Linked DNA regions of Triticum aestivum: region 1 is linked to region 2. A link is a contact called in public Hi-C data. All regions are on one chromosome and are shown on one strand. Each heading gives the region's core, a stretch centred on a gene start, on an enhancer-like site or on the middle of the called end of the contact. The rest is flanking DNA. Distances are from core to core; before and after follow the strand shown. Region 1 holds the start of LOC123137785 (autophagy-related protein 13a). Region 2 has its middle 5.5 kb from the start of LOC123134350.

What was found. Hi-C and Micro-C count contacts between places; a contact is called where the count stands out from the background.
Region 1: a contact with region 2 is called in a Hi-C map of leaf, with 3 times the contacts expected there. The contact joins the promoter of LOC123137785 here to the enhancer-like site in region 2. A contact is called at or near these places in 2 of 5 Hi-C or Micro-C datasets (both in leaf).

Annotation. Positions count from the first base shown.
Region 1 is chr6B:523,199,077-523,205,493 of IWGSC CS RefSeq v2.1, reverse strand. LOC123137785 (autophagy-related protein 13a) reads right to left here and starts at 5,001. Exons shown (of 3, transcript XM_044557630.1): 1 at 3,496-5,001; 2 at 1,542-1,714; 3 at 681-1,257. The coding sequence starts at 4,650. The coding sequence ends at 972.
Region 2 is chr6B:522,867,241-522,873,412 of IWGSC CS RefSeq v2.1, reverse strand. No RefSeq gene overlaps it. Among protein-coding and RNA genes, the nearest start is that of LOC123134350, 5.5 kb to the left of the region's middle. Within about 2 kb of position 2,567, at least 1 of the 8 cell types and tissues checked has an H3K27ac peak or open chromatin away from gene starts, as enhancers often do. A contact at or near this core is called in leaf, where this site is marked.

The DNA.
Region 1 (6,417 bases), core at 3,752-6,251, 330 kb before region 2:
CCATCCCACTCGGTTGTCTGAGGGCTGCTGCACTGTGAAACTTTCGCTCAGAGCATCCCACGAAAATTTTCGACGAATCCGCAAAACTGGGAAAGAACGGCATTTGGCTTGTTTTGTTCCAGTCTCACTCCATTCCTCTGATACACAAATGCGAACAGAAGCATCAGCACAACCGGCCACCAACTTACTGGAAGATGAAACTTGTGAACAGATGTGCTCATGTTATCCGCCTAAAGCTGAACGGGTTCAGAAGCTTGCTTGCGACGCCTCACAGCTCAACATTTTCAGGAAACATTTGCGGTATCCTGCTCTCCTTGGAGCGGATGTAGCGCGTTCTCAATGGAAACAAGCAAAAGGGATGATGAAGATGATTCCTGCCGTTACTTTACTCATTTACAGAGACGCGTTTGCTCTGAAGAAAAGGGCAGATGCCACAAGAAAGGGAAATGGATACACATAGGCCAGGCTGAAAGCAGAAACTCCAACGTTGCAAGCAAGCTCGAAGCTGCCATTTTCGATTCTAGGAGTGCGCTTTACAGATAACCAGGTAGTACAGAAGCATCAGTCGCAAAGCAAGTAAGCAGAATTCATGGTTTCATACTGCTCCGTGCACAGAAATTTCAGCTCACAACATCAACGATCCAGCGCACCAAGAGCACTAGTACAAAGAGCTGCTGACATGGAACAAATAAATAGTTCAGTATGATGATGATTATATATAATTCCAAACACACACCAGTGGGTTTCCAGCAACAAGAATCCTGTCGGTTTTGCTTTTATGCAAAACACTATCAACAGAGGCGGATCATGAGACTGCTTGAGTTTGAGAATGAGGTGCCGTAAAACAAGTGCCAGTTGATGGTTATATACATAGCTCATGGAGATATCCTCACTCATCAATACGGACTACCGATCTTACCGTGTAATAGTATCCTGTGTGATTGGCTGATTGGGAGCCTTCGTCCGTTAAGTTAGGATCTATCGAATGAATCTTGCATTCTAGATCTACTACGGGAGAGCAGGTTCTCCTTTATATCTTTGAAAGATTCAAGCTCCTCGAATGCATCAGACGTTCTACGGGACATGAACGAGCTGGTGTTGCCTGCTTCGGTAGATTCAGCCCTTGATGTAACAGATGAATTGCTAGGATCTCGCAACGGACGTGCAGACCTCAGCAGATGGACAAGATAGCCAACCGCAGCATCTTGTGATTTATGCGAGGACGAAGCCGACTGGTCCTCCTTACCACCACTGCTCCTGTAAAGTGCATGTCATGGAAGCACATCAAATTTTGCTAATCAGTAAGATCTACTCCCTCTGAGAACATCACATATAAGACGTTTTAGATCACTAGTGATCTAAAACGTCTTAGCTTGTTTACAGAGGTAGTACTAAATAGGGTTAGGAACAGCGTCTCAAGTACTAAACATCACATATAACATATACATGTAGCATATACTGCTTATAATTAACTAACTGGATACCCAGGTCATGAACCACATGGAAATATCTGCCAAATTTGAAGCAGGACTCAAACATACCCAGGTCTGGAATCAGGTGCATCGACATCATCCACAGCAAAAGGAAGATATGCATCATCAGTATCATCTTGCGTAGACAGTCTGCTTGAACTCCTTGAAATCCCATGTCGTGGGGAACCACTAGAGGAGAAAACACCTGAGAACCTACCAGATTCCTCCCTACTGTCCTTAGTCTGCATATAGGCCAAAAGATATAGACTTAGCAGGCATAAAACCTAGTCTATCAACCTTGGTTTATACTGAGTGCAATGGAAAATGAAGGCTAAGACTCATATGCTGCTCGTCATAGGTGTGAAGAGTGGTGACCCGTTTGCCTGCCACTTTGGGCATAAAACTTTACCAACATCCAAACATCCCCTCACACTTGCAGTACACAGGTTGTGGACCATGCGAAAAAGATAAGAAGGAAATGCCCATAATATGTCGGAATTAGTTTTTTATAAGATGTGGCCCACAAATCAGTTAGCGGAAACAGACACTTGAGGATTTGTTAAGCAGAAATGGAGTGGACACAAAAGTTATTTTGGGTAAACTAAATACTGATTTATGAAGAAGACGTGCTTAGAAAACTCAAGCAGGTGCACCGACTGGTATTCCTTGTACAAGAACGGCTACGACACCAGGCACTCCACGGAATACATTACACCAACAGGAGTTGAACTCTGGTACTCCAAACATCATAACTCAATTAGAGTAGGCGGGCTTATCTCTCATGCGGCCCCACCAACTGAGACTGAGAGATGCTCAGTTATGAAGAAGACGTGCCAATTTGGCTTATTATATTAGAAAAAAAACAAGGACATATGATTAGAAATAAAATCTTAGAAATCCACTGATTTCTGATGTGAACACTATGTTTGTCAGCTATCTGCATAGTGATTTCCAGTATCAAATATGAATATAACAAGTTTCACATCTATCTTGGCAGAGTTATTTCCACTCCCAGATATGAATACTACAACAAAATTAAGATTTTCAAGTTTTGACATATAATGTGAAGTACAAGATATATATTTATTCCCCCAAAATAATATGTATATTCACACAATAACATTCTCACCAAAAGTTGATAACCAATATTTCACTACGACCAAGTATGTGTAATGCATAAACTAATTTATGAATTGCATCAGGGATACAGAGGGGGTCTATTGGAAAAGGGTGAGCTTACGCAAGGCCTTATAAAACTAGCAGCCAGGATATAAAATGCACCAGAGGTCCTATAAGTATCACAAGTATGTCAAGTTGGTCCTAAAAGTATCAAAACGCATATTTCAGGAACTTGTCTATTTTTGGGACTCAAATATGCATTTCAAACTGTTAGGACTAACCGACTAAGGTTATTTAGTCTGGACAGGTTTGACCTACAAAGAACCAGGAGAGGTGTGCCATTTCCAAAATAAGAAATTCAAATAAATAAAATAACATGTCAGCCTTCGAGCAATTCTAGAGAATTCTATGCTCCCATCGCGGTATGTATGTAGTATGGGTTGACAATACGATAATCATTAGTAATTAGACAAAATTCAGTAAAAAGAAGGTGTAGTATGCTGCAGCACCCTAGGTTACAAGATTATGAAAATCATATCATACCAAGTGCCAGTCTGGAGTGATACAAATTATGCCACTGTAACTATCAGGCTAAATGTTCGAGAAATAATATCAGGCTAAACCAAACAAGTTATGCATACTACCTGCAGAATTGGTGAAGGGGAGATTTATCAACATAACTTTACGGTTGGGTGCATGTGTTCCCGTGGCCTTTCGACTTTAATGGGACTACTAAAATTACCAAGATTCCACCCTACTTGACACAATATCATATCAACCACCCTTATAAACTCCGTCCAGGCTGCATTTCGGATACCATAACAATCTGTACTGTCCTTGAGTTTTCAGTTATGCACACAAACATCATCAGTTAAGCATATGCATTGCAAACGCGAGGAATCACCTTTGGAGCAGCAGGCAAGTTAGCGTAGAGATCGGCTATCCGGAGCCCCTCTGCCTTCCGGGATGAGCGGCCGCTCTCTGTGAGTGACTCGTGTGACCGTGCCTCCCCTCGCACGCTCTTGGGTGAAGGTGGAGGTAGCATGAACCCCCTGCTGGGATCGGACATGTTCCGATACTGGACAGGGCCCCTCCCTCCGCCCGCTTGCGGTATGCTCATTGGTGCGGTCTCCCCGCACAGCCGCGACTGCAGGTAGCCGCCACCGAACGTGGGAGGAGATGGCGTGGGAGACGCGTACAGCGTTGGGGGCGGTGAGAACTTGGCGTGCTGCCCGGGCGACTGTGGCCAGTAGGCACCAGCAGGCGACGCCCAGCTGTTGGGGCGGCGTGAGGGCAGCGGCAAGGCCGAGCTGGCAGGCTCTGTGAGCGACGACGGGAAGGAGCGCATAGGCTCCGCTGCCGGGCTCCCGACGTAATCGGTGATGAGCATGGCGGAGGAGAGAGACGTGATCTCGAAGTTGTAGGCGGCGAGGCTGGGGAGGTACTGGACGGACACGACCAGGCGGCCGAGGTGGGTCTCTACGGGGGGGAAGCCGCGGGTGCGCATGGCCGCCTCGTCGGCGCGGGAGAAAGGGGCGGCGAAGGAGCCGACGCGGTGGCCCATCTCGTAGTTGTAGCCCTGGCCGGACGCGCAGAGCGTGCGGAAGACGCGGTACGCCGGGAGAAGGCGGAGCGTGGTGTAGAGCGACCTGAGCAGCGTGATGCAGCGCTTGTACGCCCTGTTGACGGCCAGCCCTTCCCCCGCCTCGGCGGCCGCCCTCTCCCCAGCCGACCAGGGCTCGCACGCCACCGTCCACCTCTCCACCACCTCCTCCTCCTCCCCGCCGGCCGACGGGGCCAGGTACACGTCCACCACGACCGGCTCCCCGAGGGCCGGCTCCGGGACGTGCTCCGCCGCGGGCGGCGCGTGGAGCGGCAGGTGGAACCACCTGTCCCGCCTCCGCACCGCCGCCGACGCTGGCGCCGGCGCGATCGGGCGCGGCGCGCGCGCGGCGAGGATGGCGTGCAGCGCCTTGAGGTGGAACTGCGGCACCATCAGCTCCGCGCCAGACCGGCCGCCGCCGCCGCCACCACCACCAGAGTCCGACAGGCTCGCCATTGCGACCAATCTACTACTCCCCGCAACTCCGCGGCAGTCAAACCCTGTTCCCCGCTGCTACTCTGCTGCATGGCTGGGGCGCGCGCGGCAGTACGGCCGCATAAATCTGGGCTCGATGGCGCGCCAGGGGCGATCGGATTGGAGAAGGCGGATCCGCGCACGACCGGGACCGGGACCTGGCTTGCTCGGGAAGGAGGAGGAGTTCGGATATGTCGTTCGTTCGTTTTGGCGTGCACGACCGTGGGATTGGGGAATTTGGTTCGTGGTTTTGAATCGCGCGAACGGGTGGTCGCTGTTGGCGTCCGTCACGCCGCAATCAGTTTCGTTTTAGGTGCGGCGAGCAAGGCATCTCATCATCACCACTTCACCAGTTCCAATGATTTGCGTTGCGATAAGAAGACAGACTCTCTCTCTCTCTCTCTCTCTCTCTCTCTCTCTCTCTCTCTCTCTCTCTCTCTGTGTGTGTCATTCAAAAAAAAAAGAGTCAAAGATAGTTTTGCCAAATTTTGTCAAATTTGGGTTGGTGAAGTGTAAATTTTGGACCGATGATGATAAGAATTAAGATGCGGCTGCTGTTGGCGTGGCTGTGCCGTGCACGTTGGCCGCGTGCACGTTTGGAGCTTGTTTGGTGGAGTGGAGAAGGAAGGGAGGAAGCTTTGAAGGGATGGCTGAATGAATAATAATATTTCCTTCCTTTGATTCCCTCCCTCGTTTACCTATCAATCAGCCTATAATAGTACTGGGACTGTTGTTGCTTTGGCGTGTGGAGGAGCGCGAGACAGGCGTGTTCGTCCCTTCCGAAAGAGGGCTTCGTAATTGCTTTGGACTTTTGTAGTACCACATCTACATGGGACGGGATAGGGTCCTCCAACAGTGTGTGCATACTCCCGCAAACCAACCAACGTGTGTTAACCTGTGTTTGAGATGGTTAGGTGTATAATAGTATTTACAGTCTATCTGGGTTTAAATCATGATGCTCGTATTTATCCTAGATTTAGAAACGTCAATTAAAATGAGTCGAAGAAAACATTTTTTTTCGATAGTTGTGTTATTGTTTCATTTGGTCCTAATCAAAATAAAGTTTGCATGTTTTCCTTTGATTGGAATTTTCTTTACTTCAGAATTCACTTCGTTCAAGGCTATGTTTGGACAGACGTGTAATTTTCATTACTCCCTCCATACCACAATGTAGTGCGTCCGCACTTAGAGCATGGTTAATAGTATAGCCAACTGCTGGCTATAAGCCATTGCCATGTCATCTATAGCCCATCTTATAGCCAATATGTACAATAGTTGATTAGAAGAGTGTATTACTTTTTTATTATATGGCCCACGTTTCACTCTCACAAAGTGACTAGGAGCACGTGCTAGAGCTGGCTCTTCACCAAGAGCCCGCTTATCTTCTCTCTCTTCTTCTCTTTCCTCCAACTAAGTAAAAATATACTAGTTTATTTCTTATAGCCAGCTGACTCAGCTCTATTGTACCTGCTCTTACCGAGATCCAAATTTGACTGTAAATTTAACCAACAAGACCGATTACGTCGGGAGCAAAAATTATATCACTAAATTCATGTCAAAAATATGAATTCAGTGGTATAGTTTTTGCTCCCGCTGCAGTCGGTCTCGTTTGTTAATTTATGGTCAAACTTGAATCTCGATAAGCGCAAGCGCACTACATTGTGGAATGAAGGGAGTAATAAATATCCCAGACAAACATGGATGCTTGCATTTGATCTCTACTCGTCCTCTAGACAAAACCCACTCCAC
Region 2 (6,172 bases), core at 1,318-3,817:
GACGTTGGTCAGACGTGTAGCACCTGTTAGTCAGACGTTGCACACTGGCTTAGCAATTTTTAGGCATCTCGGGGTGTGACATTGGTCAGACGTGTAGCGTCAGTCAGACACTGCACAGTGTAGTGTGGCGCCTGGATGTCCGGTGCTACATAAGAGAGTCAGCGGAACGAAAAAAATTCACCAACAGTTCAGTTTGTGAATTAATTTCGACCACAAGTCATATTTGTCGTTTTTGCCGTATAATACTTTCGCAGAGTGAGCTCGCTTCCCATCTATGCTAACTGATGTCTGTGTGAAATGCAGACAGAGTTGGACTCTCCAGACCTGCTTTATGCACGCCAAAGTATGGGCGCCGTCCTTTCTTTCTTTTCTTTTATTTTGAGGAAGGGCGCCGTCCTTTCTTAGGTCAGAAATTGGGAAAAGGTCGCCTCGGCTCACTAATTTAGTGTTCCCTTGAGGGTGTGTCTAAATCTTAGTCGATTGAGATTTAATTAAGTTTCTGTTAAATGACGTAACATGCAAGAGTGAAAAAAAACTGAAAATAAAATTTTGCACGGATCATAATGTACTCTTCGAGAGGTGTCTGATCAACTGGGGCGAAAGCCTTGCTTCATCCGGAGCCGGCGTCGCTAACCTTCTTAGAGGCGTCGTTGTCATGTCGTTTAATCCTCCTCGTCGGCACCCCGGGGGAAACCCTAGTCCAGGTCTTCCTGGTACGGATGATGGCGGCGTAACCGGCGTCGTGGCCCTTCTTGAAGGCTTCATTTTTGGGGTTGCATGGTTGATCAGTGTTTCTTGCTCACTGCGGTGATGGTGGTTGTGCGGCCGTTGATTGTTCGGTGCTGTTCTTTGGGGTTCGGCGGCGGTGCTTTTGGCTTCGCGGGGCAGCTATCTGTTTTCCCCTCGTGAAGGTGTCTCACCCTGGTGTTGTGCTCAAGACCCTCCCATGGGTGCCGATGTGTTGCGGCAAGCTTCGTGCTCTTGGTGATGTCTCACTTCATCTTTGCCCTTTGATGGCGCAAGATGCCTCCCCAGCTTGCTAATCATTCTAATTTTCCGTGGCAGAGCTCCTAGTCAAGGTTCGTGTTTAGTGCACTCGTTGATTGTGGATGCTCCTGAGTTGTGTCGTGGGGCTCGGCACGCACGCTGGTGCGTTAGGCTTCTTGCAAATTCCCGGTATTGTGATCCCTCGATGACACCACACATATACTTCTGTCTTTCGTGGTGATGGTCATTCTGTGTGTTAGCTAGGCGTGCCTTGTCTTGGGCGTCCTTTTTCTTTCTTCTTCCTTTACACTTCTTATACCTGTACAATTTTCGGTCCGGTTTTCCTCATAAACGGGACCAACTTATTCAGGTTTTCGATCATGTTTCCCTTTAAACTGGATCAGCCAAAGCTTAAGGGACGACTCTTGGCTTCGACAACTTTTTGAGCAATATATTCAGGTGGGGAGCGATCCCTCCCCCCTTGACCGTTCAAAAAAATGTAAAATCAAACGAATATAGCATTGACCGAGACTTAACGAATTCTTAATCAACTAAGACTTAGCAAGACTATTCCTTGCCTGTTGTATGGTGAAAGCATGGCTTGTCAATTATTGATAGGTTTCTAATAGCAAGCCAAGCCTGGACGCATACAAAACAAAGTCACCCCAGGCTAGCCTCACCAGGCATGACTCCTTGATCATTTCAGGCGCATGACAGGCACGAAGGCCAAGAGTATCAAACCAAAAAAAATGAATGTTGACAGGAGAACTGCCAAATTCATTGATTAGAAGGTGTTACAAGAGTCCTCGGAGGAGGAAAGCACCGCGAAGGCAGTGCAAAAAGAAAAGAAAGAAATAAGGACCCGTCGGCAGCACCACAAACCCAAGCTCTACCATCAATCGTGAACACCGTCGAAACCCATCGGCGAGATCTCCAAGGTGATGCCTCCAAGGAAGAAAAACGATGTTGAGGACACCGCTGGCACTGCCCTTCAATCCCTGGTAATGCGCGGCCCGGATTATCAGGAGCGCGCAGCCAGGCTCATCTTCTCCATACAAAAGTTAATATTAGAGCTTGTTCTGGGGCATGTGAAAGGGAGATTTGTTTAGGGAAAAGGACACTGAATGTATACCCAAGCCTCTATTCCACGCAATGTTTTTGCCCTGAGATTCAACCACTTGGATGAAAATGATCCATGGGTAAGTTTGAACATGCCACGTGCTATTTTTTTGGTATATGGCCGTGTACAGTCGTCTGGTGTCCCTACGTTTTCGTTTAAAATTTTCTCAACGTGTGTAGCTCTTTCATTGGTCCGTCTAGCGTTTTAGGTTGTATGTGGGCCAGCCAGTTTGGTTGACTTCGCAGCCCAAGATTTTGTCTATGGTCCGGTGCTTCTGCGGGTTTCCATTGGCTTCTGCTAAGCGTATGTGTCTTTATTGGCTTGATCGGTTGTCTGTCTACGCGGTGCCGTCCTATTCCCAGCAACTGCCGTGTCGTTTCGGTCGTCCTGTCTAGAGCTTACTGTTGGGTTCCATCGCTTCCGCTTTTATGGTCGATTCAAGAGCCTGCCATTCTTCCTTCTCGGTGCCACTATTGTAGCGTGTTCTAGAATACTTGCCGTCTATTGCTGTCGTCCTTCCCATGTTAGACTTCTACGTACCATGCTACAACGCGGGGCTATAAATAGGTTGCCTTCCTTGCCATATTGTTGCGTCAGGTCTTCATCGGTGTCTGATACATTAATTCCATGGTCGCCTCTTCGTCCGGTCGTAATCGATCGCGTCGTCCCGGTCGGCCTCCTCGCTAGCGGTGGGCTTTAGTTGGCCGGCGCGGTGGTTCTGGCCGTGCTGCTGCTTCCGGTGTTTTGCCGGACCAGCGTGTACCTTCGGAAGGTGTTCCGGTCTCACATTCTTGCCTGTCTTCTCGGGGAGGCCTTCGGAGCGGAGGCCTTTGCGAGGTGAGTTTCACCAGCGAGGCCTTCTTCCCTTCTTTCTATTGTGTGCGTCTTCTTCTCTGCCTGGGCGTCGATCTGGGGCAGGAGGCACGTCGCTAGCTGCAGGCGCAACAACGAATGGAGGTTGCAGTTGCAGGAGGCCTCCGGCCTATGTGGTCTGAAGTGGTGGCGCTGGCGGACAGCGGTTAGTGAGCTCCCGGGGGCGCGGCGTGGCATCAGAGCTCGCGCTCCCCAGCTAGGGCGACGGCCAGCGCGGGGCACGGCCGCTCGGGCGACACTGTGGCGGGAGCACGAGGCCATGGAGGGGCTCACATAGTGTGTCGCAGCGGTGCACGTGGCCCGTTCTGGTGGGCATCGGCACAACTCACATGTGATTGCGGCGCTGCGCGGCCTAGCGGAGTTCGCGGTGTGTCGCCTGCGATTGGGCTGTTTGTGCCTGTGTGTGATGTTCGTGCTTCGGTTCATGCAGTCGAAGGATCCTACTATCTGTGGCCTTCCATGGCGACTCGAAGAACGGCGGCGGCAGCACGACGGGTGTGTACGATTGTCGGTCGCTGACACCGCCAGAGCACATGCGGAGGTGCGGCGACATGGACCACCGACTGGACTGGACGAGATTGTGCTGCAGCGCCGCGATCTTACATGCGCTTGGCTAAACGCAGATGCGGTAGCGCAACTGCCGGAGTCGATGGTGGCGCTCTGCTTCGATGACGGTGACGCCTCGCACGAGAGCGTACGCAAGTACGAGGATGCCGGCCATCGCCGCCGCGCCCTCGACTTCGACGTCTAACTTCTGTTCGCAGATCGCAGGTATTTGTATTTCTTTTGCGACTGTCTTGATATCGTGAAGCTAATCGGTGCTCCGATCACAACTTTGTCGTTCTACAGACGTGCTTGGCGCGTCGACGAGGCTGGGCCGGGTGATGTATCTGACGGAAGACGTTGCATCTCAGACCGGACTTTCCTTCACTGCATGTCAGGGCCGGAGCTGGAGCACATGCGCGCTGATGCAGGGGCTATGAGGGGGACATCTCTCCCTTGTTTCTTTTGTCGAGGCGATGCCTCACAAGTCCAGTAAGGAGAGCAGGCATTCATGGAGGGACAATCTCTCGACCCTCTCTCTTCCTACACTCCTCCTCCTCTCCCAGATTGAGCGTTCCGCTGGAGCATCACGGTTCTACGCGTCGAGGGGCGCCGTGCGGTTGCTGCCTGCTCTGTCTCACCGTGCAGTTCGGCCGTCGCCATCTGGTAGAGACATAGAGGGGTGGATCAGGTTGCACCCGGAGGCCGAGGGCGAGGCAGAGGAGTGCGCTCCTCGCACTATCAGTTCCGGTGGAAGCTCCGCTTCTTGTGGCCATGTGTGTCTGTGTTGCCGTCCGGTATTTCTTTGTTTCTTCAGTTACATATTTTTAATCTAGCTATGTTTTTTTTCTTTGGTTCCATTGTATGTGCGAATATTCTGTAGCCTGTTCCAGCTAAGTTCATATAGATTGTGGCTAGACAGCAAAATAGAATGTTCTAAACTTTGGGCATGTATTGCATGTCCTGATTTCATGTAGATCGGAGAAGGGTGTTGCATGATGGGCTGTGTACGGGTCTAAATAGGTAGCTGTCAGAATTTGATCGGATGTAGTGAAGTCAAATCAAATTTGTCTTTTCCGTCAAAAGAAAAATCAGTTTTGTCTTCTCAGGGTTGGTCGGATGTACTAAAATTAAATCTGATTTATCTGGTTGGGGAATATTGTATGCTCAGTTGTTGAAGTTACCCCGAGCAGTACATGCTTGTGTGTGTGCATGGCCCATGCACGTTGGCGACGTTTTTGCCCGATGTGTTTTCGTTTAATTGTTAGGGGTACTGTACGCGATTGCGCGAGTGCATCGGACATGCACGTGGACGATGTGATTTTGTTTCTGCATTTAGCTGTTAGGGTCACGTCAAGTTGTACACGGCTTTTTGCATGCATGTGCCATGCACGTGGACGACGTGATCGCATGTGTTCTTGTGTGCAAAATTTATAAAAATGTACATCTACTATATTTAGGATGACGTGATCGCATGTGTTTTGTGTGTGCAAAATTTATAAAAATGTACATCTACTATATTTACAGTCAGATACCGAGTCAACAATTTCATTAGCAGTTCAAAGTTCTTTCTATGTGTGTCCTACAGATAGCAAGATACAAATGATAGCAATAGCATGTCAGAGAGTTTCTTCTTCTCTTCTTCATGATGTTTTGCTGACAATTAAAGGGTGATACTTTTGTAACAATGAGAATAGCAACATCCAACATGCATGACAATAAGTTCACCTTTTCCTACTTATTTTCCTAAGTCCACAATTTTACGTAATGATATGCTATCTTAAATTGATAACATTAGTTATTAAGGACAGTAAAACTGAGCCTAAAGGAAGCCTTCTCACGACTTGAGTGTTTATGGACGTCCATTCGCGTGATCTGGTCGATCTGAGCCGTTAGATCTGCTGCCAATGTCGAGCTCTACCGCAGTTTCTTTTTCCTGGCCCAACTGTCCTAAAGGGCCTCTACTCCGGAAGAAAAAACGGAGATATGTGGTGCACTGGGCTTTTGTGCCGGCCCATTTGTCTAACCCGCACGCTCTAGGGCCAGATCGTCGACCTGAGCGCCGAATCCCTAGCCTCCCGAAGAAAAATCGTTCGGTCCCTGCCAGAGGGAAGGTCAACAGGACAGATGCTTGATGCGGGTGACGCGGGCGATTGATCTCCGAGGGGATCCATCCCTTGCGCGCGATGCAGGGTACGCGGGGGCGGCTCGGTCCAGAGGACAGGCCGATGCTTCATCTGATCGAAACTGCTCCGCTGAAACTTGAAAGAGGCAATAATACTTCAGTTTCTATTCACACATTCATGGTGGCTGATGTGCCGATCTTTTCCACTGCCGAAGGGTGCAGGTACGTGTATATATGCCCCCTCCCCTATAACTTTTTACTCACCCTTTCCGTCGCTACACCTCCCAAAGAAGCTTCGATCTGATCTAGCGCTGTACCAGAGACGACTGGAAGCGAGGAAATTCAGAGCGGCGCAGTGTGATGCTAGGTGACTTGGGGAGATGCAGTGGCAAGCGGCCGAGATAGGTGACATGGGGCCTTGCCAATCGATGTGAAGAAGGTCTCACCGACTGATGCAGGGAAGTTCATCCGTCGTTTTTCAAAAGAGGAGTCAAGCAAGCAGACGTCTGTATGTTTCGTATAGC